Regions from separate parts of the Mus musculus genome. Here all the other regions are linked to region 2. The links are chromatin contacts, called in public HiCAR-type, Micro-C and promoter capture Hi-C maps. All regions are on one chromosome and are shown on one strand. The core of a region is the stretch at or near the end of the contact, and the rest is flanking DNA. Distances in the headings are between cores, read along the strand shown.

Region 1 (3,573 bases), core at 724-3,223, 590 kb before region 2:
CCTGCTAGAGCGGGCACAGTGTTTATGTCTGTTCACTTGTTCAGGCCTGATGGATGGCTTCTTAGGGCTTCCTATAGGGGCCTGGCTAGTACACAGACATCCCAACTCTAGTGAGGCATATGCTGTCTCTTGATAGAAGGATGAAGGAAGGAGGGAAGAGGAAGTGGGGGATGGAAGGAGAGAATGAAGAGAAGAGGGACAAAAGAGAAGACCACAGGACCAGGAAGCTCCAGTTAGACCTCTGTCCCCAGGAGGCTTTGGAGGGCTGGCCAGGGTCACAGTCTTGAGATGGATGAGGGGATCTCAAGGTGAGATGCAAAGAAGGCTGAGTCATATGTGGGGCTAGTTCTTAACTGAAGGCATGGGCTGAAGCATAGCATTGGGATGGCGGACGGGGGGGGGGGGGGGCAGCGAGCCCTGCGTAGGCACGTGAGAGGATGAGAGAGGAGTGTGCCATGCACATACGTGGCCAGGGCGGTAGCCGAAACTTTGGGCATCTTGCAGGGGCATCTGGCGAGCAGGAAACCGGGCATCTGGCCTCAGGGAGGGAAGACCACCAGACTGCGAAGTTCCAGGAAGCCCAGAGTTACTTGGAAAAGGGAATGTAACCCTGGGGCCCCCATGCGGCCCGGGTTGGGCATGCTAGAGAGCCAGAGGAAAGGAGATGTGGGGCTCTCGTGTTTCATGGCTCTCCTTCCCCTGGCAGGGTCTAGCTGGGCCCTGGCAAAGGATCAGAACTCAACACTGGACTGGGTCTGACCCAATGCCGGGCTGGTCCTAATGGGGATGCAGGCTCCCCACTCTCCCCAGACCACTCTTCTCTCCTGGGTTTGGGCTATTTTGCCTGCATCTACCTCCACTTAAAACGCCTCCTTCCAGAACTTTCTGGCAGAAAAAAAAATCCTGACTTCCCAAGTCCTCATGCAAGCTCTGCACTCTTTCTGAACCTTCTAGTCAAACCAAGAGCTATTGACCTCCCCTGTCCACTAGAGCTCTTCTCAATACATATCCTATCACTTGGGTCACACTGGAGGTAACCGCTCCACGCTAACTGAATATTCACAAAAGTTGCACACATCTAAGATAGGAATACATATGACATAACACTCCTAACCTATTAGGCGATAAAAAGAAGACTCCACAGCTGTTGTTCCCTGAAAGTCCGGAGACATTACATGGTGAGCTAAAGCAACTGAGCAAGACTCTGGGCCAGCCCGGAGATAAGGTTCCCTCGCATACCTACAGAAAAGTTTTCACATGGCTGGGGGCTGTGAGATCATTGATATGGACAGCTAGCTCTGAACTTGGAAGAATCCGGGGTGAAAGGGCTACTAGGATCACAAAATAGGTTAAGAGATGTGGGTACGTAGTTATATAAACAACACACCCCAACCTGTAACCTGCATTTGGGGCCTCTTGTCCTCCCCCTACACCAAGCCCTTTCTGGGATGAGGGTCATGCCCAGTGGGCTGGAAGAAATGACTGGGGTCTAGCTTGGGAGGGCAGAAAGAAGGTCAATAAGGAAGAGAAGACGGGGTGGGTGAGGCGCATCTGACAGAATACTCTAACTGGAATGTTCTAACATTCCCGGGCCTGGGAAACTGAGGCTCGTCAAGGGGAAGTCATCCACCTAAGGCGACGCTGCGCGCTGAAGGTAGCGGCAGGGTTTGAACCTCTGTGAGTCCGCTTTTGCGAGGCCTGGGAAAAGGACAAAAAGGAGGACTACAGGGGCCGCGGCGCGCCGGCTTCACCTGGTAGTTGTCCAGCTGCTCTTCAGTGAAGATGGTCTGCTTGTTCCCCATGGTGACCGCGATGGTATGGGTGGCCGCGGCGTCGTCTCTCGCCCTTTCGAGTGCTGCTTCCCATCGGCGGCGTCTGGAGCCCCGAGCCCGGTGCCCGCGGCCCTTGCCAGCCCGGGAGCGGGCAGCGTCGCCAGCCTAGCCTGGCCCGCTCCGCTGGGTCCCGCAGTTCAGTGGGAGGGGTGCAGGGGCTGGGAGGCAAAGGCGGGGCCGGGGGCGGGGCGGGCCTAGGCGGGGGCGGGGGCCGGATTGGGGCGGAGGCGCAGCCTGGTGGAAGGAGGCGGGGCCCGAGAGGTGACTTCTCCCTGGAGACAGAGGCCTGCTCAGTCTATGCTGCTGCAGCACACTGAGGTGGCCAAGCGGTGGCCTCATAGGGCCGCCTGACTACTGGACACTGAGTGCGCCTCCCGTTCCAACCAGCACACTGACTGGCACCCCGGGTCGGTCCTGGCGATTGTGAGCCTGAAAATCCCATGGATTAGTGTGGTAGAACAGGCACAATCCTCCGGCCTCTGATCCTAGACTGAGAATAGGTGTGTTGTTGAGCTTGCGGGATTACCCAAGTCAGGTCCATCCTCAAAAAGCCGACATACACGCAGTCAAACACTCAAATCATAAAATAACTTTTTAAAAAAGGAAACAGACGAAGCAAACTCTACCTCAGCAGAGGAATGGGCTCTGGTAACAATAGGTTACACTACTCAGTTGGTTCAAGACCTTAAGGAAAGTAACTAGATCACTCCCTACATCCACTCTGCTAAGTGAGGCCTTCACGAAATTTAATAATGCAGGCAGGGTAGAGGAGGTTAACCAATACCCTCCTAAACGATTGGCTATCTTCAGCCGCCCCATCAAGGTGACCGCTAGGAAAAGCCCTCCAGACACACGGAAGTTCAGGAGTCCTGGCAACTCTGGGACCTATCAGTGGCCCACAAGGAAGGCTACTAGCAATGGAGTTGTCCTTACTGTCTATTCTTGGGACAGCTGGGCTGCATGAAACCTGAGTCAAAGGCTCCTGGTGGCTCCGCTGGGAGGCAAGTCCATCATGGGCTGCCAAAACTGAGATTAGCTACATGAGTATGGTCTCCTGTAATCCCAGCCCTCGAGACAGAGGCAGGAAGATCAGAAGTTCAGGGTTATCCTTAGCTGATTCAGGCCAACTTGTAGTACATGAGACTATATCTCAGAAAACAGAATATAGTAACTAAAAGCAATTTAGCTGAGAAATAGTGTAGTGGCAGAGAGCTAGCCTAACATTCATGAGGCCCTGGGTTCAGTCCCTAGCACCACCAAAAAAAAAAACAAACAAAAGCGACATACCAGTATTGTCCAGTTTTGCCTGGCTTACATCACTTTGGGGCCGTGTTGTTCTACTCTTTTTTTTTTTTTTTTTTTTTTAATGAGTACACCATTGCTCTCTTCAGACACACCAGAAGAGGGCATCAGATCCCATTACAGATGGTTGTGAGACACCATGTGGTTTCTAGGAATTGAACTCAGAACCTCTGGAAGAGTAGTCAGTGCTCTTAACTGCTGAGCCATCACTCCAGCCCTCTTTTTTTTTTAAGATTTATTTATTAATTTATTTTATGTATATGAGTACACTGTAGCTGTACAGATGGTTGTGAGCCTTTATGTGGTTGTTGGGAATTGAATTTAGGACCTCTGCTGCTCAGGTTGGCCCTGCTAGCTCAGTCTCTGCTCAATCTGGCCCAAAGATTTATTTATTATTATAAATAAGTGCACTGTTGCTGTCATTAGACACACCAGAAGA
Region 2 (3,745 bases), core at 129-2,628:
TAGTATATGCCTTTAATCCTAGCACTCAAGAGACAGAGGCAGCTGGATCTCTGTGAGTTTAAGGCCATCCTGGTCTACATAGTGAGTTCAAGGACAGCCACTGCTACATAGTGAGCCTATTTCCAAAAACAAACGAATGCATTCCTAGTCTGGCGGTGGTGCAGGCCTTTAACCTCAGCATTCAGAAGGCAGACAGTCCGATCTCTGTGAGTTCGAGGCCAGACTGGTCTACAGAGAGTGCGTTTTAGGACAGCCAGGGCTACATAGTGAAACCCTGTCTCAAAAACAAACCAATAATAATAATAAAAGAATTTCAAGATGGTGACAGCAGGGCACTAAACCAGGCCCGGGAGCCTTACTAAGCTAGGAACCCTGGGTACTACATAGGTGACATGTCTAGAAAGTTGGTCTTGCCTCTGGAAAAATGTAGTCCTCTAGTTATTTGTGAACGAACCTAGGTTATTCCAGAATTGTGTTAAGTGCTGGGGAATCAGGTAAGAGCAAGAATTTATTAAATGACACAGGTGTCATTAGGCTTTTCCTCCCCTCAATCCTAGGGGTGCTTCTCTGAATGAGATTTCAGTGTTAAGCAGAGACAACAGAAAGAAGCAATAAGTTAACCTAGGAAAGGGATACATGGTATCTACATGGTTACTTTAGCTTAGTTGGTCAGGAAGGATCAGTCTGACACATTTGAGATGTGACTTCAACAAACATGGTCCATTCTGGGAAGTCCAGCAGAAACTCAGGACGCAGAGTATCCACATTAGCGCGAGCACATAAATGTTTACGTGAAAGATTGAAATGATGATGGGAAGAAGCTGGCAGGCTCTATCATCGTCTTCGGCAAATGGGAGCGAAGGAGGGAGTACAAGTCTGGAGAGAAGGACCTTTCGGGAGTCACACTTAGAAAAGTGGTGGGTGGTTCAGCGCGGAGCGAGAGCAACATACGTGAAGGTGCTAGGCGCACACCTCTCATCTCCCCATCCCGGCCGCGCCCAGGCCAGGTGAGTGGGTGGCCGGTGGACAACCACGCGGAGGAGCAACCTCCAGGGGCCCGCGCGTTTCCTACCCGAGCCGACGTGGCCGGCGCGATAGGCCGCGCACGTGTCTGGCCAGAGGCCCCGGTGCAGCGCAGAGGCGCGCAGGGGAGCTCAGGTTCATCCTCGTGCGGTGCCGCCGGCCCAAATCCTCGGGGCGAGCGGCGGGTGCTGGGCGCGGAGCCCCGGTGTGGGGCGGAAAGGGGCTGGGTCATGAGAGGAGGGGGCGGTCGGGAGCGCGCGCGGAGCTCGCGGGCGCGCGCCGGGGCGGGGGCAGCCCTCTCCCAGGCGGCGGTGGGGGCGGCGTCGCTGTTGCCCTTTTAAGCCGCGGGGCCACCGCCTCCTGCGGGTGGAGTCGGTTACAAAGGCAGCAGCCGGCCCGGCTCCCGCACGCTCGCTCGCTCCCTCGCTCGCACGCCCGCCCGCCGAGGCCTCGCGCTCCTCGCCATTTTCCAGCCGCGCTCGGACGCGGGTCGCGGCGGCGGGGAGAGGCGGAGCCGCGAGAGCGCGGCCCGGGCCGGCCCCGCGGGGCGGTCGCGGCCGTGACGGCGGCTCCCGGCCCCGGCTCCCTTTCCTCACCCCTCCCGCTGGAGATGAGGGGAAGATGTCCGTGTCAGGGCTCAAGGCCGAGCTGAAGTTCCTGGCGTCCATCTTCGACAAGAACCACGAGCGATTCCGCATCGTCAGCTGGAAGCTGGACGAGCTGCACTGCCAGTTCCTGGTGCCGCCGCCGCCACCACCGCCGGGCAGCTCGCTTTCGCCGCCGCCGCCGCTCACACTTCACTGCAACATCACGGTGAGGCGCCGGGTCGTAGCCCCTCGGGGCCGGGCGGGGGCGGACCTGGGCGCCGCAGTCCCGGGACAAAGGGCGCCTGCCCGGGAGACCCCCGGTGTCCCGGGCACGGCCGGTTGGCGGCTGGGCCCTGGGCCCGGCCGGGAGCTCGGGCTGCCTGGTCGGGAGGAGGTGGAGGCGCGTCGCAGCACGGCGCGGGCCGGCTTTGCTCTGTTGGCCCCTCGCGGCCCCCGTCGGGCCCCGAGGTCGCCATGGCCGCCCGCAGCCGGCCTGCTCTGGGGACCGCGGCTCGTCCGTGGGCTCCTGTCAGTCGCTCAGGTGGAAAGGCTCTCAAGTATCTGTTTTAGCTACTCGTTTTCCCATCGGGTTCCAAAACCCACGTCCTTGCTTGTTCAACCAGTTCTCGTTTGTGTTTTGGTCTCCGAGGACAAACGAACACTGAAAGCCTACGTATTTAAGGAAAAAGTTTAGGACGCAACCCCGGGGGATGGTGTGGAACCATCGTTTAGCCCTGACCTGGCTTTGCGCTTACGTGTTTTGGAAAAGCTCATGGAACCTTCCACGCGGCAGGTGGTGTGGTGAGTGTGCAAGCTGTCCCACCTGTGCCCTGTGCGGAAGCCTGGACGTTACCAGGAGGGGAAAGGAGATGCTTCGCAGTTTATTACCGGGGAAGATCAAGTGGGATTGGAAGGCTGGAGAAACACGTGGGAAGTTACTTTTCTGTTTAAGGGAAATGCTCTTTAGAAACATTCAGTTGGTAAAATTATCAGATTGTAAGTGAACTCTCTCCCCCCCCCCCCTATCGAAGTGTATTATGAGGCTGACTGTTCATTGTGAAATTGATCTCATGTGCAGAAAATACACCTTATTACAACTGGAGTTAAGGTGGTAGTTTTTATATGGCTAAGATTCCTTCTGTTAAGTCAGCCAATAGATAACCCCAAGTGTGGTGGGAATTTCAAAGGCCTTAACTTTATGATAGTTATCAAACTCTATTGGAGAAGGTGGATAGTGTTAGTACTATTAGGTACTGCTATATCTGGCAAAAGAAAAAACTGCAGCAGTGTGCTTTAGTGAGGAGGGAATTCACTTTCTGAATATCTTGTTAAGCTGTTGTGGGTACTAGTGTTTGAGAACTTGGCAGGCCAGTGCCTATACAGAGAACTCAGACTTCTTGGAGCGTTTTATATAGCTGCGACAACTACTTTGATGTTATGAAATCTAAAGGGAGCATCTAATTTTGCGTAGGGAGCTGTGTTGACTAGTTTTCTGTTAACTTGACAAGTAATAAGAGAGGGAACCTCAATTGAGAAAAATAACACCTCAAGATTGGCCTGTAGGCCAGCCTATGGGGCATTTTCTTCACTAATGATTGAGGAAGGGCTCAGCCAATTGTGGTGGTTTACCCCTGGGTAGTTGGTTCTGTGATGGTGGGTATGGGCTTTTTAATCAGCACTGCATAGGCAGAGAGGCAGAGAGGGAGGCAGAGAGGCAGGCAGAGAGGGAGGCAGAGAGGCAGAGAGGCAGAGAGGCAGAGGCAGAGGGAGGGTCTCTGAGGCCAGCCTGGTCTACAGAGTGATTTCCAGGACAGCCAGAGCTATACAGAGAAACCCTGTCTTGGAAAACAACAACAAAACAAGACAAAAAAACTCACAAAAAACAAACAAACAAACAAACAAAAAAACCCCACCTAAGTAAGAAGTGTCCTCACCCCCTGACTTCTGCTTCAGTTCCTGCTTTGAGTCTTGCCCTGACTTACCTCAGTGATGGAGTGTGACCTGAGAGTTGGAAGCTGAAGTTACTCTTCTCCCATCCCCCAAGCCCTTTCCCAGTTTGCTTTCAGTCATGATGTTTTATCACAGCAATAGAAGCCCTAAGACAGGAACTGAAGGTGTGCCTCTGAGAAAGCTTT
Region 3 (3,786 bases), core at 338-2,837, 790 kb after region 2:
ACCAAACACAGAATCAGCTACCACCTTCATCTTAGACTTCCCCAGCAGAACTGTGAGAAACCAATCACTATTTTTATACATTTTCTAGTTTAAGATAATTTTGTTATAGCAGCCTAAACAGACTAACAGGAGAGAATTTTACAAATGCAGCTCAAGGGAATGAAGAAAGAGGAAGGATGGGGCATTTGCTTAAGGGTTATGACGAACGAGAAGCAGTTCCTTGTAGAAACATTATTTCTGCTAGTTTTATGACATGGATCGTATCCAAATGATGGAAACCAAAGGAAAAAAGCCACATCACACTTTTTCCCACCAACATAATTTCCCACATGACATTTTAAAATGGCTCTTGTACTAAAGATATTTGGATGTCAATGGACATTCTCAAGTCATTTTGGTGTATTTGTTGTAAATCAATCTGCAAGCATCTTGCAGAAAGTCATGCTTAACAGGAAAAAAAATTTACCAATTCAAAGCACCTACATAGGACAGGGTGGGTTAGTGCTGTGCTTATTTTTCTATCTTAAATCAGAAATCTGCCACATTACCAGCAAGTGATCAGGCTAAGCAATCATCTCTTTGAGCCTCAAGTTTCCCATTTATAAACGTCCACAGCATCTATCTCACTCTTCTCCCATGTGATGTGGATGAAATAAATCTGTAAATTGCAGCCGGGAATTATTTTCTGTTCAGGAAGATGATTGTAGCAAATTGCTATTCCACAGACAATAACGCGACACACGTGAGAAATACAGTCCACCAGCAGCAGGAGGCAGCCCATGGGGTAGTGAGACCTCCTTAGAGGGAGCCTTTGGGACAGCAGCAGGTGCTGCTTGGGGAGCAATTTTCTGGCTGCTTTCTAACAAGCCCCAAACTCTCTGGAGTCAGTTACTGACTCTAACCTGCTTCTGTGTGCAGGACTGCAAATCTGAGCAGAGGGGAGTGCTAATAAAGTACAGAGGCAAGGACGCTGAGGTAGGAGGCTCTCAGGTGAGAGAGGCCTTCGGTTTGCACCTGAGGCCTCAAGTAAACATTTGTAAAATGGGAAGAAAAAAAATTTTTTTTTTTTTTTTTTTTTTTTTTACCTCCATGCTTCCCTGAGATAGCTAATGCCTGAATCTAGGTTCATGGAAAGTGTGGTAAAGCCCTGGAGGGAAAGATGCTGAAAGTGATTAACTGCCAAATGCAGGCAAGCAGCAGCTTCTGAGGACCCCTCACTCGTGCAGTAGGGACATTCCAGTAGGCTCGGCTACCCCCTAGAGACAGTCTTCTGCCCCGACCCTAACCCCGGCCCGGCCTGAGGTCTGTCCCAGTCCCACGACCCTCACTGCCCCGGGGCCAGCTCGACCCTCCCCACCCTGGCCCGGCCTCCTCAGTCCACCTCGCGGCTCCCCTCCCCCGGTCACACGCCCAGGTGAGGGAGGAGGTGGAAGGGTTTCCGCCGCCATCTTGTCCCCTCAGCCCCACAACACAGGTTGCCCGCGCCCCTCCTGGGCCCGTCCGGGTCGAGGCGACGCGCGCCCCTCGCGGACACTTACCCGGGAGGCTTAGCTTACTTTGGGGCGGCTCCCAGCGTCCCGGCGGGAAAGGGGCGGGGTGGGGCGGGGCGGCCGCGGAGGACCGGGCGGGGCGGATGGACGGCGCACCACGTGACGCCAGCCGAAGCCCAGCCACTCCCCCTAGGCCGTCCTGGGCCATTCGCGCAGGCGCAGCTAGGCTCACTTCTTGCGCGCTCAAGTAGAAAGGTAAGAGTTTCCTCTGTACCGACGAACGTCTTTTTCTTCAGTGCTGTTCTCTTTCTTGGACTGACGGTCTACCTCAGCTTTGTCCACACTGGCCCCTTTCTCGGATTCAGCTTTCTTCCGGCGTGTCTTACCACCACAGCCCACCGATTAAAGACCTCAAGAAATGTGTGTGACAATCTTTCACTAAAGCACCTGGGACTTAGCCAAGCGGAGCTTAGTCTCCACTTAAAGGCTTGTTTCAAATGTCGGTGCCAGGCTTGGAAGGATCCAACTACAAAAACCTAAAAGGTAGGCTTAAGCTATTTCAAAGACAACAATAAGTGCAAGATGATTATGTGTAGGTATTTAAACCACAGTTGTGAACTAAATGGAAAACAATCTATGCCCGTCACAGTACAATATCAAGGAGTATTTTCTGCAGCTTTTCGTCCAGATGACTCTGAGATTCTAACTTGGCTCACACTTCTTACAACAGGTGGGAAGCTAACGGGTCACTGACATCTGCCTCACCCTTAAGAGGGTAAGAGTTATGGAAGCAGGTGCACGCTGTATTAGAGGCTCCTTCTAGGTCCTTCCGCCTCTTGGTTTCTTAGAAAACCCATTCGTTCAGTTGTTTGACAAACAGTTATGAAGGACCTGCCACATTAGCTCTACTAGCTTGCTTAGAGTCATAAATGAACAAAATAGGTCCTCCCCCAAAAGAAATCCTGGAGGGAGGAAATGTTTGTTCTTGAGCTCGGAGGAAACACAAATAATAAAAATTGTAAGTTATATGATAAGCACTATTGGTAATAAAGTAAGTGGAGATAGGAAGAATTAGTGCAATATAAATGGCGGTCAGGGTCTTGTTTCTCTGGTTTACTATCTTCTCTTATTCTCATGAGCATTTAAACAACTTCAATCTCTTTCCACTTCAAATCTCCCAACCACCAGCCCTCACTTCAACATGTTTTCATTCCCCCTCATAGCCTGCCCTTTGTACTTTGCAATTTGCAAGATATCTCCACTACTTCAGTTCCTCTTCAGGTCTGGACTTACTGCAGTTTGGTTTCTTCCGATTCTTTTCTAAAGTCACTAGTGATTTCTTTACTGCAAATCCCCACCTGCAGTAGTTTGAATTTTTAATGTTCCCCAAAGGCCCAAATATTGAAGGCTTTGTCTCTGTGGCAGTATTACCAGAAACCAAGGCCATGGAATACAGTGTGACAATCCCAACAAACCAGTCAACAACTCTCCCCAAAACCAAATAGAAAAGATAGTGATTTGTTGCTTTTAACAAAATCTCAAACATTAGATTTTACCAATAAAGACTCATGAGCCGGATTCTGGGGTGAAAGCTTGCTAGCTAAGAGAGGCAGAGAAAGCACCCAGCTAAATGCTCTAAGGCTGACATCCCAAAAGGCAATTCTTCTCCATGCTGTCCAATATGCCCCTCAACTTGATGTCCCTCCCTTCTACTTCCTGTGCATCTATCAGTCCTCCTGACTTCTTGCTCTCTATAGTTTTGTCCTGTGTTCACTCCCTGTCAGCTGGTTACTTGCTCCACCTCCTGACCTATGGTTGACTTCATTTAATCCTGTTTACAACAAACAGAAAGCTCTTGGGTTAAAGGTGTGGGTTAGGACTGAGCCACACCACACCTAGAAACAGCTTTCCTCCAGTACAATCTTGGGGTTCACAGTGTGATCAAATATCCAGCAACAATGATTATATCCGTGCCTTCCTTATTCAGCCATCATCAGAGAGGCTTCCTCATGAAGCAGATGGGATCAAATATAGATACTAACAGCCATATAGTGTACACACACACACATGCATGCACACGCAGAGAGAGAGAGAGAGAGAGAGAGAGAGAGAGAGAGAGAGAACTTGAAACACAGCTCTAAACAAGATGTCTTTCTATCAAACCACTACATGCAGAGCCCAGGGAAACCCAAGGAAGAGGAAACAGGAGTTGGGGAAACAGAGAGAACACCAAGAGAACACGACCCTCTAAAACAACTGAGCAAAGCTCATATGAATTCACAGAGACTGAAGCAGC
Region 4 (3,805 bases), core at 84-2,583, 890 kb after region 2:
ATAAAATATCCATGGAAGAAGTTGCAGAGACAAAGTTTGGGGCTAAGATGAAAGGATGGACCATCCAGAGACTGCCCCACCCGGGGATCCATCCCATAATCAGCCACCAAACGCAGACACTATTGCATATGCCAGAGGGATTTTGCTGAAAGGACCCTGATATAGCTGTCTCCTGTGGGGCTTTGCCAGTGCCTGGCAAATACAGAAGTGGATGCTCACAGTCATCTATAGGATGGACCACAGGGCCCCCAATGTAGGAGCTAGAGAAAGTACCCAAGGAGCTGAAGGGGTCTGCAACTCTATAGGTGGAACAACAATATGAAGTAACCAGTACCCCCCAGAGCTTGTGTCTCTAGCTGCATATGTAGCAGAAGATGGCCTAGTTGGCCATCATTGGGAAGAGAGGCCCCTTGGTCTAGCAAACTTTATATGCCCCAGTACAGGGGAAAGTCAGGGCCAAGAAGTGGGAGTGAGTGGGTAGGGTAGCGGCGGGGGGAGGAGGGTATAGGGGACTTTTGGGATAGCATTTGAAATGTAAATGAAGAAAATATCTAATAAAAAAAATTCCAGTCTGGCCCAAGAAATTTTTGTAATCATACCCACACAGTTTTCAGTTTGGAACAGGATTCCTGCTCTCAATCCAATAGTTATGAGATGTGAAAGACAACATCCTCCCTCAAAAAAAAAAAAAAAAAAGTCCTTTTCTATTTTTCTATACAACTATCCTTTCCCACACCCCCATGGATGAAATTACATTATTTAATTCGTGTTTTACAACTATTTAAATGTCTCCTTTAAAAAAAAACAGAAAAGAAAAAAATGTTGCCTATTTTATAAAAGCTCAAAGAGGTTAAGGGCCCAATACTTTAACCAGGTCATATGAATTGAACATCAGATGCAAACATTTGGCTGCAATTCCTGATACTGTATTTCCTGCTGTGGAGAAATTAACTAAGGCACACTGAAGCCTGGGAAATGGATACTGCTGGTCTGTTCTGATTTCTTTGAGATATAATACTGTGCTGTTTTGCACCAAAATCTCCAGGCTCTCTCTCCCACTGATGGAAGCCAGGACAGACTCACAGAATGGCCAAAGAACTTCCCGCCATGAATGAGACTGAAAGGAAAAGGCAAAGTGCTGTGGAATTGGGGCTATCTTCTCAAGGGTACGGCGGCAAAGGTGAAGGGGCCCGCAGGGGTCCCGTGGCCCCAGCAGCTGGCTCGCCTGCAGATTCTAGTAGGAGGCAATAGCAAGGTCCCGCCCCCAGGGTAGCACGACCCAATCAGCAACAGGTATAGCGCTCTGGACCCGCCTCCGCCCCCGCGGCCATATAAGGCAGGGCCTGGCGGGCCTCAGCAACGCAGTAGTCGACAGACTTCAGGCTGGGGTGTGGAGCCCCGGCCACCGCCGCCACTGACGACCCCCGCCCCCCACATGCAGCGCCGCCCCTCTGTGGCTGCCCGTGAAGCAAGGCTGCCAAGCCCCGGCTCCGCCTGCCTCCCTCCTCGCGGCTTTCTGCGTCCTCGCCGAGCGGGCGCGATGCGGCTGGGCCCAAGGCCCGCGGCGCTAGGACTGCTGCTGCCGCTGCTGCTGTACGCCGCGGTGGCTGGCGCCAGCAAGGCGGAGGAACTGCACTACCCGCAGGGCGAGCACCGGGCGGACTACGACCGCGAAGCGCTGCTGGGTGTCCAGGTGAGGATACCAGGCTGGGTACCGCATCGCCATGGGCTTTGTCCTGTGACAAAGCGGGACGACCAGAGAGAGAGGCCTTAGCAAGAGCGGCCTGACAATGGGGTCCGGGCGGGGCTCAGCTTTCGCTCTAGGAGACCCTGAGGCCTGTAAAGCTGGTGGTACTGTTGCAGTTCCAGAACAAGATTCTTTCTATTCCTGGATCCAGGGACAGGATTACTTAGAGTGGTAGTGGGGGCGTATTGAAGAGAAGTGTGGGTCATCCTGAAACCACTGGGGCAAATGAGGCATGTGGTAGCTCTGTTTCCTTCCACCATCACGCCCCACTGATTGTAATGCTTGATTCTCCTGTGTGTGGTTTCCCTCCCAAAAGGAAGACGTCGATGAGTATGTTAAACTTGGCCACGAAGAGCAGCAAAGACGATTGCAGTCGATCATAAAGAAAATTGACTCGGACTCTGATGGCTTTCTTACTGAAAGTAAGGACTGACTTGCACCACCAACAATGGAGAAAGCCCTTTGTAGGAAATTAATGTACATTTAAAAAAAAAAAACTGTTGTCTATTGAATTCTAGTAGATTGCTGGTGTTCTAACAAGCTAAAAGTAACTGTGATATGGAAAATAGTTCTTATGCCTGGAAGGTGGGCTACAAGTAAAATCAGTGCTTTGATGGTATGTAAATGTTACTGGCCCTAAGAGAATAAGTTTGCCAGTCATACCTTGAGACAGACTCTTCCTCACATCACTTTTCTCATTGTCCATAGTATGGTTCATTTTAGAGACACTTGCCCAAACCTTTCTTAGCACATCACATGATACAACATTCCTTCAGTATGTAGGAATTTTAAGAATCTGCTTTTATTAGTTTATTATAACAATTAGCAAATAGAAACATCCCATCAAATGTGAATTATATCGAAACATTAAAAAAAATGGTGCTAATGGGGACTTAGAACCAGCTTATCTATCTCTTCATAGAGTTGAAGAAAGTCACATTCAGGAGGGAAAACCTTATTTTTAAATAAATGGCAAACCCAGGAGTGGAATTCAGCTCTTAGCCTTAATTCAATTTTTAATGTTCTTCATTCAAAACAAACAACAAAAGAGTGCTCTTAGGTATGTTCTTAGGCAGAAATGGAACGTACAGTGTAAAAGAATATTCTAAATAAATTACTAGCAATTTCTTCCTCAAGTGAACCTTGAATCTATCAGAATTCTACCTATACTATCAGGTATTCTGGGTTGATCTTTTGAAGGTTCAGAATCTGTCCTTGTGACAGCAAGCTGTTTGTGGTGTCTCTCCTTTTAGTGTTGGTCAGCATCCAGATAATGAAGTTACGGAACAGGGAAATGCTGTCAATAAATAGTCACATTGGTGCCCTCAGGCTTGTTCCTGTTAAACCATGATGAAATCTCTAAGCTAATAGAAGGATAGTGGTCTGCCTTGTTTACAAATGGAGTTGATCTAGAAGACTTTAGTACTTGTTGGGGTCTAGATGTGCTTAAATAGTCTGATCTTCATTTTATAGGTAAAGAGTTTGAAAGGTAAGCTATGGTTTAGGGCCAAGCTGCAATGTGAGCCTGTGCTTCTGGTCCCTGATACATTCTGCTTCCTACTAGGCTCCACTAAGTCCTTTAAGGTAGAAGAAACACTCGTTGTGCTTAAGGAAACACAAACCTCTGGAGGACCCTTAAGAGAACGTTACTGATTTGAGTTTTGAGGGCCAGAGCTTGGAGTCTAAAGCTGGGCCCAAAGGCCCTGAGGCACACTTAAACCAAAAAACGCAGACCAGCTTGGGCAATAAGGAGAGACCCACAACTTTAAAAATAGTAGACGTTCTCAAGAGGTAACAAAACACCATTGTTAGAGCTCTGAAGCCAAAAGCAGGTGAGGGTCTATAGACTCTTAGCTGTGAAACCTTGGGCCTTTCTGAACCTCAGTTTTATTAACTGAAATAGTGATGATTATAAGTTGGGTCAATGGATGGTTGCATAATAAATATTAGGGTCTTGGAGTGGGAAGTAGAAATCATCTGTGCGTGTCTATGTACCTGAGCCTTTATAAGCCAGCAGAGAAGCAGCGGTCTTTAGTCTCTTGATGCACATTACCTTTA
Region 5 (3,322 bases), core at 563-3,062, 560 kb before region 2:
TGTGCTAAGGCTGAGCCACACCACAACTAGAAAATGGTTTTCCAAGTAAACAACACAGTCTTAGAGTTCACAGTGTGATCAAATATCCTGCAACAAAGTTTCTTTGTGTAGCCCTGGCTGTCCTGAAACTAGCTTTGTAGGCCAGGTTGGTCTCTAACTCAGATCCAACTGCCTCTGCCTCCTGAGAGATAGGATTAAAGGCATGGGCCATCACTGCCAGTCTGCAAACTCTGATTTGTCCTCAACATGGTTTTTGTTTTTGTTTACCACGTTGAAACATAGAAACTGGGGTAATCTAAACCTGTGTTTCCTGGCCTTAGTTACTTATATTTGGTCAGACTAAACCCCCTCTTACTCTTTTTGAAGTAAGAGTTATAGTGTGTAAATGGAGAATGTGAGTGTGGTGTGTGTGTGTGGGGGGGAGAGAGAGAGAGAGAGAGAGAGAGAGAGAGAGAGAGAGAGAGAGAGAGGGAGGGAGAGAGAGAGAGAGCGCTTGAGTGCTTGAGTGCTTCATGGCTTCATGGTAGGTATCCTTACCTTAGCTTTTGAGACAGGTCTCCCACTCACTAAACAACCTGGGGCTCATCATATCAGCTAGGCTGTCTGGCAATGGCAGCAGGATTCACCTAGCTCTGGATTTTCATTGCTGGGGTTATAGATGCTCACTCTTTCCTGACTCTTTACATGGGTACTGGGTATTGAATTCAGGTCCTCATGCTTTTGAAACAAGCACCTAACCCACTGGGCCATCTCCCCAGCCCAAGAGCTGTGTTTTCTGAATTTATTTTATGAAAACACTTACATTTGCTAAAAACTTCAGATTGTACATTTACATCAAGTACTTTTTAAAAGATTTGTCTATTTTATGTATATGAGTGTTTTGTCTGCATGTAGGTGCCTGTGCCATATTGGTATCTGGTGCCCTGTGAGGCCTGAAGAAGGTACTGGATCCTCTACATCTGGAGTTACAGACATTTGTGAGCCATCATGAGGGTGCTGGGAACTGAATCCGGGTCCTCTGCAGACTAATAAATGCTTTTTATTCAGTAAAGCTATTAAAAAAAAATAAAAATTAGCCAGATGATGGTGGAACACGCCTTTAATCCCAGAACTCGGGAGGCAGAGGCCAGATCTCTGTAGGTTTGAGGCCAGCCTGGTCTAGCGAGTGAGTTTCAGGGTAGCTGAGGCTATGCAGAAGAACCCTGTCTCAAAAAACAAAACAAAAAAATGAAAATTTAAAAAAAAATGTAAGAATCAAGTTAGGCGAGGTGGTGCATGCCTACAGTCCCTGTACCTGGGAGATAGAGGCAAGAAAAGAGGAACCCCTGGCAGTCCGGGGTTCAAACCCAGCCTCAGCTACATAATCAGTTTGAAGCTCCATGATACTGTCTTAAGAAATGAAACAAAACAAAACAATGTTTGAAAATAAGCAAGATATTTGTCCCAGTGGGACCGCAAAGTTTTAAGGGGCGCACAATCCCCCAAATAAAGAAGGCTGATTGGTCCCCTAATAGGTCGGAAACAAAAAACTCATCCAAACAGCTTTTCAATGAATGAAGCGGGAGGAAGGGGAGGAGGCTTCCGGGTCGCAGCTGGGCCCGCTCCGCGCGTCATCAAAAGATGAAGGCGGTGATTGGTCAGCTAGCGGCAGCTGTGCAGCGGGGTCCGGAGCGGGGCGGTGAGCGATCGAGAGACCCGAGCTAGGGGCGGGGCCACACGGAGCCTCGGGGCGGGGCCGTGAGGGGCGGGCTTGGGAAGAGGGCTATGCGCATGCGCCCTGGTGTTGCCGCTGTCGCCGCGGTGAGGGAAGTGGACGCGATGGCCGGGTCCGCGTGGGTGTCCAAGGTGAGCGCTACAGGGCAGCAAGCTCGAGGGCGAGCAGGGAGAGTAGGCTGTGATCCCGCCTGATGGATGGCGGAGGCGAGCGCGCGGAGGCGGCTCATGGCCCGCGGGCAGTGTTTCGGGGAATGTGGCCGGCACGCCGTGCGTGGCTAGCCCTGAGCCGGGACAGCCGCGCCGGGCGGGGACGGCGTCAAGGTCAAGGCGGCCAGTACTGCTCCGGGTGTCCCCACCAGTGTCCTCCAGGATAGGTGCACAGGCCTCCCCCGGAGCCCTTGAGGGTCACAGACAGGCCACCTAGGCCCCGCGGCCCTGTCACCTGCGGGTCTCCGGGCAGCATGCCCAGGTCGCCCCTCCCTGATCCCTCAGCCTTTGACCGGGTAAACGCTGGGCGCAAGAGGGTTTTCGAGGTGAGGGAATCCCGGGCCGTTAGGCCAGCCAGATTTTTCTCTCTCTTGGAACTCTTCCTAGTCTGATGCCTGGTGCCCTGGTAGGTATTCCTCCTTCAGAGGACGCAGGGCATCGTGCTCCTTGGAGTTATACTCTGAACGTTCAGGGAGATCGCATCATCGTCCTTTCACCTTCAGTTGTTGGGACCCAGCGATCTGGGACTCTCTAGTTCTCCCTGATAGTTCAGGTACTAGAGCTGGAAGGCGCTTCAGGTTACATATGCAGTCTTTTCGTTTCCTGGTGGAGCTGACCTGCCCTCGAAGACAAATTTGCTCAAGGTCATACAGGAGGTCATTGTCATCTTTGAGAGAAACCCGAGGTATTTTGATTTTCTGTCTCTCCGGTGGCCAAGGTCACTTAGCTAATTATGGATATAGTACTGACCAGGCCGTAGGTCATCTGATGCCGTCGTGGGTGGCTCTCTAGAAGTCTGCTATAAGCAATGCAGATTTTTAAATGAAATTTGTATTGCCCTTCTCCTTTAAAGAGAGGTTTGGAGATGCACTATTGTTTATTAATAATTCAATTTAGGGGTTCTTAATTTTAAATCCTGACAAAGCCATTGGCCAATTGTGTATCCTCTGCAAACTATTTAACATCTGCGAACCCACCTGTAAGATACATGTGCTTGTGTCACAGGTATTTCTGCATGAAAGCACCTATTCCATGTAGAAGGACATGAAAGCCTGAAGCTTTCCTAGCTATCGATGTATCTGTCTTGGCAGTGATCAAGCAGACAGTGATTCTGGGACATCAGTAACTAGGCTTTTTTGTTTGGTGACTAGAATCTACGTTGTCACTATGTTCAGACCCACTTTTGCTTGAGATGCTGTTAGGTCACATTTGGTTTTAAAGGTGTAGCAACAAGTCAGTCCTTTAATGTCTGGGCTTACACACTCTACCTGATTCATGTTGCTAGGTGTAGTCAGCCTTGGGGGACTAAATAAGGCTAAGTAGTAAAGAGCGTCCTGGAAAATTGCTTTTTCCTTTAGCCCTGTAAGAAATCCACAAGAGTTCAGAACTTATTGGCCAT
Region 6 (3,659 bases), core at 612-3,111, 650 kb before region 2:
ACCCCACAAGGGGAAATCTCCATAATCGAAAATCCAGATTTATTTCTTGAAGGAAACTCTCTTATGATCCTACGGTAGGTCCTCCTCCTTTCCTGAAAGACACAAAGGTTATGTGTGTGTGTGTGTGTGTGTGTGTGTGTGTGTGTTTTCTCTCTCTATTCTCCAAACAGCCTCCACACACTTAAAGACCAAGCTCCAGCCTATGTTAATATTATTGGGCTGGTATTTTTTTTTAACGATTTTCATTGTGGGGGAGGGGCAACCCTGAATACACAGTAAGCATATGGAGGTCAGAGGGCAACCTGGCATGAGTTTGTCCTCTCCTTCCACCATGTGAGTCATGAGGGGGTTGAATTCAAGTCTCTAGGTTTGGTAGTAAGCACCTTTATCCAGCAAGCCATGTCACAGGGCCCTAGACTGATGTTTTAAGTCACATGTGTAGCAAACTCAGCACCACTGATTAGTGAAAGAATAATATGTCAAACAACCCTATTTTTAAAAGTATTCTTTCAAAACTAGAACAAACCTGAGCTGACTACATCTTAAAATTATTAAGGCCAAGAAGCAACCTTGTTGAGGTTTTTTTTTTTAAATGAATCACAAAACATTAAAAACAGATAAAGTGTTCCAGAATGCAGTGCTACATAATGATTCTGCAGTTTTGCTGTAATTTTTCCTGCAGTTTTACAAACATGCTGCTGTAGACATCAAATCAAATGGTTCCCGTTGTCTAAAAAGCATATTACTAAGCAATATCCAATTTAATTAAGCATAATGATTATCAATATGTACTTAATAGAGGTCTCACTAATACAATTCCTTCTAAGAAGGACCATGTATATACTTAATATAAAAAACATTATTAATCCGTGTGAATCTTACAAAATAATCTCTGGGAGAGCTTGATTTTATCAGCCTTTTCTCAAAAAAGGATTGATGAATCCCACCCATCTGGCTGAGAAACTGACTATGTCGTGTAGGGAGGTGCTGGTTTCCAAAACGCTATGTTTACATACATTTTTATCACACGCCCAAGGAAAGTCTTAAAATGTAACACTGCTTCAGGCTTTAAAAAAATTAAAAAAAAAAAAACTAGCTTGCAAAGATTAAGTTAATACCTGAAAGGATTACCGAAACGGAACCCTGAGCTAGATAAGACAGGCCACTCATGAAAAGGTGACTTCCATTCTAACTCTTTCAGGGAGAGAGCGGATTTTTCTATTCCCGTATGCTAAAATTCTACCTAGGGAGATACAGAGGGCGCGTTTAAAGCCGCAGGCAGCTCGGGAGGCCAGGGAGCAGCACCGCCTCCATACCCTGAGACCAAGACCGTTCGCTGCCAGCCAGGAGCAGGTGGAAGCCGCCCCGGGCTTCGGCCGCTGCCAACACCTCCCTCCCGGCACCGCAGACCCCGGGGCTGCCCCGAACCTTCCATCCCCGCCACCCGCGCACTCACCGGGCGGGCGGGCGGGCGGACGAGGGCGGTGATTCCTCATCCTTCCCCTACCCCCGCCCAAGCCCAGAGCCCAGGGGGCGTGGGTGGGCTCGTCGCTCACGGCCCTACGGGAGGCCCCAGCTCTGCTCACCGTGAAGGGGACGTCCCCGACGCTGCCCACCGAATAGCAGTTGTCCCCAGGGTTGACAGCCCCGGTGAGGACCTGATGCAGATGCATCTCGGGATTCCGGCTGGAATGAGCTCTGCGCCAGAGGAGGACGAGTCCCGCGCCCGGCCGCAGCCGCTCTTCCTGTGCGTCCTCGGGACTCAGCGCCCCGCTCGCCTGTCGTCTGCCGGCCGCCGCCCGGCCATGAGAGGCTCCGGCCGCCGCAGCCCGACCGCCGCTCGGCTGCGGAAATGCCCGGATGCTCCCACGGCCTGCCGCACCGGCGCACAGTGCGGGCGCAGGGCCGCGGCGCGTGCGAGGCGGGGGCGGCGCCGGAGAGCGCGCAAGCGGGGCGCGTGCGAGGCCGTCACGCCGCGCGCCAGGGAGAGGCCGGCGCGCGCCCGGCGCGGGGACGCGGCGCGCAGGCAAAAGAACGCGCTCACACGGGAAGCCACGCTCTCGGCGCCGCGCGTGCGCGTGCGCGCGCCACCGTCTCCAGGACAACTGCGCGCGCCGCGACGCGCGGACCCTCTGTGCCGGTTGCGCGCGCAGACCTGCGGGAGTTCCCTGGGAGCCCGGGGCCCAGACCTCCAGGGGCGGGGCCAGGGGGCCGGCCTGTTTTGCTAAGTGTTTAAGCGTCTCTCGAGGACAGCGCGTGCTGGTCAGTACCGCTGACCTCAGGGGAAGGACACTACCATCACTGGGCAATCCCATGATCTTAAGGTCCTTCTGTCTACTTTAAAGTATGCAGCATCTTACAGCCTTTAAGGGATGCTGAACTCCCCCGACAGCAAATTGTTGTGCTCACACTTTTTCTCACACGTCCCCCTAGAGACCGGTGATCCCTCTATCTAAAAGTGTTTTTCCCCCAGGGTATGATGTCATGAAGTCGCAGAATCGCCTGCTTTTCCAGGCTGTCTGCTAATTTGAAATCAGATCCCTGCCCCCACTACACACACACACACACACACACACACACACACACACACACACACCGGGTCAATTCTTTGCGATTTTTAGCTCAGGTTGTAGAAAAGAAACCGCGGCACGGAACAAAGGTTAACGAGGAAAATTTAAGACCAAACACGCACAAGGCTTACAAAAGATACAAAAATCGATGAGGTTACAATATGTTAACTAGGGGGCTGGAAGGATCTCTCTGAGGACATAGAGTAATGAGTCCCTGGATTCAATTTTGACAGGCTAGGAGCAACTAGGAATAAAGCATTATAATAAAGAAATTAGGAGAGCTAGAAAGTAAAATGTACGGGGGAGACACTAAGTTCAATGCTTGAGGCAGGTATATCAGTTAGGGGAAAGATATGATAGTTAACAAGAAATACACGCACCCAGGGGGGCTCTATGTCCAGGGCTTTCGAGACACTGAATCCACTGAGAAGCCCAGATTTTGTTCTGCCTGTCCTAAAGGCTATCTGCTACTTCTCAGCTGAAATGTATAATCAGGTGAATGTGCCGAGGGTGGAGAATGGAGGCAGATTCCGCATGTTTACTGTTCCGGGAAAGCAGCATCAGTAATCAACTAATTCCCAGCGACCTAAGGCATATCCCTTTTCATCTATAGTGGCATAAACCCCCAGGCTAAGATCTCGGGGAGGGGGGGAGTCACTCCCCACCTCCACCCATCCATTTCTCTTCACAATCCATGCACCTCACCGGCTCCCCAGCCCTCTACCTGTGGCTCCGCCTTCACGGCTTCTCGCTTAACTACCCTAGTTGCCGCCCATGTGCTGTCTTCAGTACATTCTCTCTCCAATCCATCCAGAGAAACAGTCTCTGTTTGGTTTAGGGCGTACTGGGAAGCGAAGCCAGGACCTGGCCCCAGCTAGGTAAGCCCTCTGTCACTGAGCTACGCCATCAGCCCCGGAGAAACCATTTTAATCTGTAGTTGCTCCCTTTCCCTAGAAGTTAAAAGTCCACATTCCTCAACTTGTTTGACAATCCATTCAATCTAGTTTTGCCTAATCTCCCTGTTTTAGCTCAGGCTGTTCTATTACCCACTAGTTTCCAGCCCCCCTGAATCAATGCCGTTCTTCAGAG

What was found. Promoter capture Hi-C pulls out the DNA fragments that hold promoters and counts their contacts. A called contact is a pair of places that touch in the nucleus more often than the background predicts. HiCAR-type assays count read pairs that join an accessible place to other places. Capture Hi-C pulls out chosen DNA fragments and counts their contacts.
Region 1: a promoter capture Hi-C map of liver shows a contact between it and region 2, with 2.6 times the contacts expected there. The contact joins the promoter of Cib2 here to the promoter of Ube2q2 in region 2. A contact is called at or near these places in 6 of 39 promoter capture datasets (the SN4741 cell line, hippocampal neurons, liver and 2 more) and 1 of 115 datasets of contacts at active chromatin or transcription factors (extraembryonic endoderm stem cells).
Region 3: a HiCAR-type map of astrocytes shows a contact between it and region 2, with 2.7 times the contacts expected there. The contact joins the promoter of Scaper here to the promoter of Ube2q2 in region 2. A contact is called at or near these places in 2 of 39 promoter capture datasets (cranial neural crest and hippocampal neurons) and 3 of 115 datasets of contacts at active chromatin or transcription factors (astrocytes, embryonic forebrain and pancreatic cancer cells).
Region 4: a contact with region 2 is called in a promoter capture Hi-C map of liver. The contact joins the promoter of Rcn2 here to the promoter of Ube2q2 in region 2. A contact is called at or near these places in 1 of 39 promoter capture datasets (cranial neural crest), 2 of 115 datasets of contacts at active chromatin or transcription factors (astrocytes and bone marrow-derived macrophages) and 1 of 9 other capture datasets (liver).
Region 5: a contact with region 2 is called in a promoter capture Hi-C map of pre-B cells, with 3 times the contacts expected there. The contact joins the promoter of Idh3a here to the promoter of Ube2q2 in region 2. A contact is called at or near these places in 2 of 39 promoter capture datasets (hippocampal neurons and pre-B cells) and 1 of 484 Hi-C or Micro-C datasets (embryonic stem cells).
Region 6: a contact with region 2 is called in a Micro-C map of embryonic stem cells, with 8 times the contacts expected there. The contact joins the promoter of Dmxl2 here to the promoter of Ube2q2 in region 2. A contact is called at or near these places in 2 of 39 promoter capture datasets (cranial neural crest and neural stem cells) and 3 of 484 Hi-C or Micro-C datasets (all in embryonic stem cells).

The regions. Positions count from the first base shown.
Region 1 is chr9:54,558,217-54,561,789 of GRCm38.p6, forward strand. Cib2 (calcium and integrin binding family member 2) reads right to left here and starts at 1,974. Exons shown (of 6, transcript NM_019686.6): 1 at 1,752-1,974. The coding sequence starts at 1,802.
Region 2 is chr9:55,147,991-55,151,735 of GRCm38.p6, forward strand. Ube2q2 (ubiquitin-conjugating enzyme E2Q family member 2) reads left to right here and starts at 1,379. Exons shown (of 13, transcript NM_180600.3): 1 at 1,379-1,836. The coding sequence starts at 1,645.
Region 3 is chr9:55,936,532-55,940,317 of GRCm38.p6, forward strand. It overlaps Scaper (S phase cyclin A-associated protein in the ER), which reads right to left and starts at 1,588. Exons shown (of 33, transcript NM_001357652.1): 1 at 1,539-1,588.
Region 4 is chr9:56,040,512-56,044,316 of GRCm38.p6, forward strand. It overlaps Rcn2 (reticulocalbin 2), which reads left to right and starts at 1,334. Exons shown (of 7, transcript NM_011992.2): 1 at 1,334-1,693; 2 at 2,064-2,169. The coding sequence starts at 1,541.
Region 5 is chr9:54,584,699-54,588,020 of GRCm38.p6, forward strand. Idh3a (isocitrate dehydrogenase 3 (NAD+) alpha) reads left to right here and starts at 1,813. Exons shown (of 11, transcript NM_029573.2): 1 at 1,813-1,845. The coding sequence starts at 1,819.
Region 6 is chr9:54,499,765-54,503,423 of GRCm38.p6, forward strand. It overlaps Dmxl2 (Dmx-like 2), which reads right to left and starts at 1,862. Exons shown (of 44, transcript NM_172771.2): 1 at 1,587-1,862. The coding sequence starts at 1,673.